Regions from separate parts of the Mus musculus genome. Here region 2 is linked to region 1. The links are chromatin contacts, called in public Micro-C maps. All regions are on one chromosome and are shown on one strand. The core of a region is the stretch at or near the end of the contact, and the rest is flanking DNA. Distances in the headings are between cores, read along the strand shown. Region 1 has its middle 21 kb from the start of Gm35433. Region 2 holds the start of Kiz (kizuna centrosomal protein).

Region 1 (2,817 bases), core at 237-2,736:
GGTAGCAGTTGGGCAGAGCCAACAGCTGTAAGCCAACATGGACCAGTCAACAAAGAGCTTCTCTTCTGATGACCCAGCTCTACACTCAGAGTTTGGTGGATAAAGGCAGACCCAGACAGGACTGTCATTCAGCTTCCACCAGTTACTCTCCCAAGTGGACTACTTCAGTATGTTCCCAAAAGCACTTCAGAAATTATCCTGCTGGGACCATCCTGGCTGTCAACCAAGGACCAGAACTGACTTTTAAATGGGAAAAGAAGTTGTAGACATCCCCAAATATTGGGGTGGATGCAAAGAAGACAGGCTTGATTTTTGTTTTGTTTTGTTTTGTTTTGTTTTGTTTTGTTTTGTTTTGTTTTGTTTTAGAGATAGGGTCTCTGGTATCCAAGATTAGCCTTGAATTGACTAAGTAGCCAAGTATGACCTTGAGCCTCTGATCTTCTTCTCTGTCTCCACCTCTTGAGTGTCAGGATTGCATCCCACTTGGTCCATGTGGTACTGGAGAGTGAGCCCAGGTCTCCATGCATGCTAGGCAAGCAATCTACCAACAAACCTACATCCTTTCTACTCCTCTCTGGCCTGCCTTTGGGAATCTCCTACCATGGGACAGGCTGCCTGAGTTTGTATATGTTTCCTCAGGATAGAGCCCAAAATGAGGGTTTGGGTTTAGATGACCTGCTGGGGAGCTAGTCCAGGAAGACCATAAGTGATGAAAACCAGTCAAGAGGGAACCAGATTGCAACAGTGAATGGGTTATTGCCATAGGCCCCTGTAACTCCATCCCTGGTAATCCTCTGAGAGCTTGTAAAGAACTACCTCTCTGAGAAGCAAGGATCTTAGTATTGATGGCCATTTCTAGGGTTTTAATTCCATGGCATGTGTGCTCTGCCCCCTTTGAGTACTGATAACCTCAAACAGAGAGAAGCAAGTGTACAAAGCAAGGGGACTGTGAGTTAGGGAGCATGGGCAGAACCCTGGCAGCATCTGCCACATTCCTTAAACTCAGAATGAAGAGTTTTCCCACTCGTGATAGGTCCATTCCTAATACAGTAAAGGAGCCAGTGGTACCCTGACAGTGATTTCTATCCGCCCTCACCCCCACTCTGTCTCCTTGGAGGGAGGGGGATGGATAGAGAGAGTGGGAAAACACTGATGCAAAAAATGCAAAAGACCTCAGCCTGCAGCAGAAAGACCCGGCCTGAATGAATTGCTTGTTCTCAAACAGAAGGAATTTTATTTCAATAGTTAATCCTCACGTGTTGCAACAGCTCCAAGATCACCCCCCAGACGATTATTATTTGCACAGAGTGCTGCAGGCAGGGGAAATCTTCGTGTACCCCTTTTCCTTTTAAATACGAGATCCTGCAGCCCCGCCAAGATATTTGAAAACAAATTGTAAGCTCCGTCTGCCAGCTGGGGGCATGCTGAGACAAAGGAAAGAATTTTCCTGGCAGACCTCACAGGCCAGGAGACCCTTAATCCAGGCAGACAGACTTTAACACATTCTTTCCCTGTTAGGCAGACATTCCTTCATCCTTGAAGACCTTACATCCCAAAGGTCTTGCTTGTAGCCGTAGTCAGTTTGTTCGGTTTAGACTTAGCTATAGTGTCTGTGTGATGTAGTCTTCTAATATCTGTCCGAGGATCAGCTCCAGGACTCCCTTGGATACCTAAATTCATACATGCTTAATCCTTCGAATAAAATAGTAGAAACAGTACAGTCTTTGCACAGACCTTATGAACATCCTCCAGTGTGTGCTAAGTCATCTGGAGGTTACTTGTAGTTCCCAGTACTGTAGGAATGCCATTCAGATAGCTGTTGTACTGTATTGTTAAGGCATAATAACAAGAATAAAGTCTGCATGTGTTCAGTACAGACATTTTTAGAATCTTTTTTTTTTTTTTGGTGTTGGTGGATACAGAGGGCCAACTGTATCAGTCTAAGGCAGCAGAGGAAAAAGGCTCCCCAGGGGTCCATGGTAATTCTAAACAAACAGGTGCTGAGGCTGGGGGGGAGGGGCGAAGGAGCCCACTCTGATTCCACTGAATGCTGCGTGCAGGATTTCTTCCAGAAGACAAGGAGAATTTAAGAAACAAGACAGTGTGTGTTCCACAGTGCAACCCTCGGGGTTACAGCTCATTTTGAAAGAAGCCCTTTACTAGGCAGACAACTTCTTGAGTCTCCATCAGTGGCATCCACTCTGGGAGAAATGATGCAACAAGCTGAATCACATCCTGCAGGACTCACAGGTGGAAAAGGCCGGCCTTCAACTGGTGTTTCAGTTACCTGCTTAGAAATTGCAAAGTTGTGAAGGGAAATGAATATTAAGTGAAATAGCCAACTATAAAGGATATTGTCATTTTCCAAGGGCAGGAAAGTTATGTTTAGCCTGGGAAGAGGTTTAAAAGGATGTTTATATGAGACACAGCAAAATGCACACACATAGATAGACAGACAGACAGACAGACAGACAGACAGACAGACAGACAGACAGACATAGAAAGTGAAAGATTAGAACTACTAACAAGTAGAAGTGGGGAATGAAAAAGTAAAACGTAAAAACAAAATTCTAGGCCTTTGGGCCCAGGCTTGGGAGTGTGGCCTTTGTGGCTCAGTGCTCCGAGGTGTGCTGGTCATAAAACAGATAGCGACTTTCCTCCACCCACCCGCTTCCTGGGTTCAAAGAGTGTTAATTCAAAGAATGTGCTATTGTTAGGGGCTCGTAGAAACTGTCTTGAGAAATAACCCTCACAATTACCAGGTATTCCTCATGACTCTTGTGACTTTGCACTTCCTTGTGACTCTTAACTGGTATT
Region 2 (2,938 bases), core at 200-2,699, 68 kb after region 1:
GCCTGTCCCCTTGAGTCCTGAGATTACATGGATATATTCTACCTTTCAGCATTTAGGCAGACAGTATGAGGAAGGAAGGATAGGCAAAATCATAATTTAGGGTTGCTGACTTGACCATTTCGTTGCTTCCCCTAATGCCAGTATGGTACTATAAGTCAGAGCGCAATGGACATGTGCAGTGTATAGTGAGCATGTTATAGTGGGACAAGACACGGACACATGCCGTCAGAAGCAGCTTAGATTTATTATGCCTTGATTTTTCAATTGAGTTTTGGTCATTACACATTCAGGAACGGTTTACTGTTGCTGAACTTTTTGACACACAGCTCCCTATCCCTAACCCATTCAGATATGGTGCAATCCCCATGGAGTCCTGACACACTATTAAAGAAATGTTGGTGTCAGGGATGCTTTGCATGAAAATAAAACTACCGACTTGAGAAAAGAGACATAAAATTAAAAGTCTAGGATAAGGAACCACATTGACTACAAGTACGTGTGTACATTTTTTTTTTTTTAATTTCCTATTCCAAGTGGGTTTTAGAATCCAGTTGTCTTTCTTCAGGAAGCCTTTTGCCATGTTGATGGAGGCAAGAATAAAGACTGATTCTGTTCTGGGCCTTTATAACCAGTAGTTCCTCTGAACTGATCTAAGGTTAAGTTAGTCTTGCTGTAATAGTCTGCCCAATTCACTCTGGGGCACCTAGGCTTTTTGTATGGTCACAGCTGAGTTGTGGGACATAGGGTTTATGCCAATGTAGTCTGGCTGGGGGCCTTGTTGGAGAATTGACTGCAGAAGTAAACGGTTTGATTCACAAGGACCTAGTTAGAAACCAAATCTTTCTCCCCTGAAAGGGCTGATGGCAACCTGAGCATTGAAAAACATTCCAGCGTGGGATGGCATATTTGGTTTCTTTGTTTGTTTGTTTTATTTTGTTTGGGGGTGGGGTTTGGTGTTTTGAGACTAGGTTTCTCTGTGTTGTCTTTGTTGTCCTGGAACTCACTCTGTAAATTAGACTGGCCTCGAACTCAGAATTCCTACTGCCTCTGCCCGTAGTGCTGAGATCAAGGGCATATTTGCGGTTCTTAAATTTTGTTTTCTTCTAGCTTTTTGTTTTGCTTTCTAAGTGCTGGTATCAAAACAATCTTGTCACAGGGTCTCTCACTGCAAATTCTAGGAAGGTAAATAAGAAACTGCATCTGATAAAATGAATGCGTGTAGGACGGATTCTGTAGGGGAAGAGAAACACAGCGGTAGCAGAGAGAACGTGACACAGCTCCCTTGTCTTCTCCCTGTACCACCAGGGCTGCTCCACCCTTGCCAGTCTCTCTGTCTTCGCCCCTCCCGGACCCACACCGCGGCTAACCCCGCCTCCTCGGCGCCCCGCCCTTCGCCCCGCCCTCTTCAGGCCGCTAGGCGCCTTGTTTACCCGCGGTGCATGTTGGGGCGGTCTCCTTGGGCAACGCTGGCCCGCCAGCTGCCCTGTGGCAATGCCGCGAGGGCGCGGTGGCGGTGGTGGTGGCCTGCGCCAGGCCTCCGCCACCTCTGCGCCCTTGGCGAGCCCCAGCTACTACGAAAGGGTGGGCCAGCTCCAGCAGGCTCTGCGGGACAGGTACGGCCGCGGGACGGGGCAGGGAGTCAGCGGCGCCACTGAGAGCATCGGGGTACGGTGTCCGGCCCACTTCCCGCCAGTGGTTCACTAGTGTTGGAACTCGCCTGCGACCCCCAACTAGCCCCAGAAGGGGTTAGGAGCACAACTTTACCACGGATGCCCCTTGTTTGAAAGCGCAGAGAGACTGTAATCTCTCATGACAACCAAAGCCAGGTCCCTCAGCCTGCGGATGCGGCCGGAAGTGAGAGTGGGAGTTTTTTTGCCTGCCAGTCTTGATCAAACCTTGTGAATTTCTTTAGTCCTCTCTAGTCCTACATGCCCCCTCCTCACTCTCTCTTCAAGTTGTCATCCTACTTTGACAGCCGCACTGCATCAAAGATGACAGGTCCAGGAACGCAGGCTGGAATGGTGTGTGTGTGTGTGTGTGTGTGTGTGTGTGTGTGTGTGTGTGTGTGTGTGTGTGTGTGTTTGCGCGCGCGCTGTAGTCTTTTAGAAGTGTCTGGGGCTGACTAAATTTCTAGTAAAAGGATGAAATTTTCAACGGGTTCAGCTTCGAGGGTTGGGATTGCCTTTGATTAAGACATGAAAGATGAGAACCATTGGAAAAAGCTAGATCTAAGAATGCATAAATAGAAAAAAGTACAAAGCAATTGACTATAAATAACCACATGGAAAGATAAGTTGTTGGAACACTTATTTAGCTGCCAAATTAATTGGACTTAGAAATCTCATTAGTTGACAAGAAAGGAAATAGATTTTTGGATCTTTTGATAAACAAAACATTTAGTGGGTGTTAAAGTTACAGAATCATTCAGAAGGAACAGGAGGGCTGTAACAATTCTAAGATCATAACAGTAATTGCAGGTGAGGTAAAGTAAGTGATTTTTCAAAGGAATTGCATCTTACACTAGACTTAATTTTTGCCAATTACTTGTTAAGTAACTCCCACGGGCCCTAACTCTTCTTTCCGTGTTTTATCTTCTTTCTACATCCGTTTTTTTTTTTTTTTTTTCCTTCTGACACAGTCCTGCTCACCTACTCTAGGGATCTCTTAATCTCCCACTTAAGAAAAAAAAAATTAACCATTTAGGCGTATGTTGGTGGTGGTCTATGCTGAAGAGACAGAAATAGGAGGACCACAGGTTCAAGGCCAGCCTGGGATACAAGCCAGCCAGGGCAGCATAGTGAGAACCTATCTCCAACACACACACACACACACACACACACACACACACACACACACACACCTTTATTTTTCCTACAGAGCTTTTCTTTTCTCAATACTTTCTAATGTTTGCACCTTCAGTGTGCTTAGTGAGATCTCA

The links. A called contact is a pair of places that touch in the nucleus more often than the background predicts.
Region 2: a contact with region 1 is called in a Micro-C map of stem cell-derived neurons, with 4 times the contacts expected there. The contact joins the promoter of Kiz here to the enhancer-like site in region 1. A contact is called at or near these places in 1 of 484 Hi-C or Micro-C datasets (stem cell-derived neurons), 1 of 115 datasets of contacts at active chromatin or transcription factors (embryonic stem cells) and 2 of 9 other capture datasets (adipose tissue and pancreatic islet).

The regions. Positions count from the first base shown.
Region 1 is chr2:146,786,220-146,789,036 of GRCm38.p6, forward strand. No RefSeq gene overlaps it. Among named protein-coding and RNA genes, the nearest start is that of Gm35433, 21 kb to the left of the region's middle. Within about 2 kb of position 1,487, at least 34 of the 459 cell types and tissues checked have an H3K27ac peak or open chromatin away from gene starts, as enhancers often do. A contact at or near this core is called in stem cell-derived neurons, where this site is marked.
Region 2 is chr2:146,854,431-146,857,368 of GRCm38.p6, forward strand. It overlaps Kiz (kizuna centrosomal protein), which reads left to right and starts at 1,450. Exons shown (of 14, transcript NM_001033298.4): 1 at 1,450-1,613. The coding sequence starts at 1,492.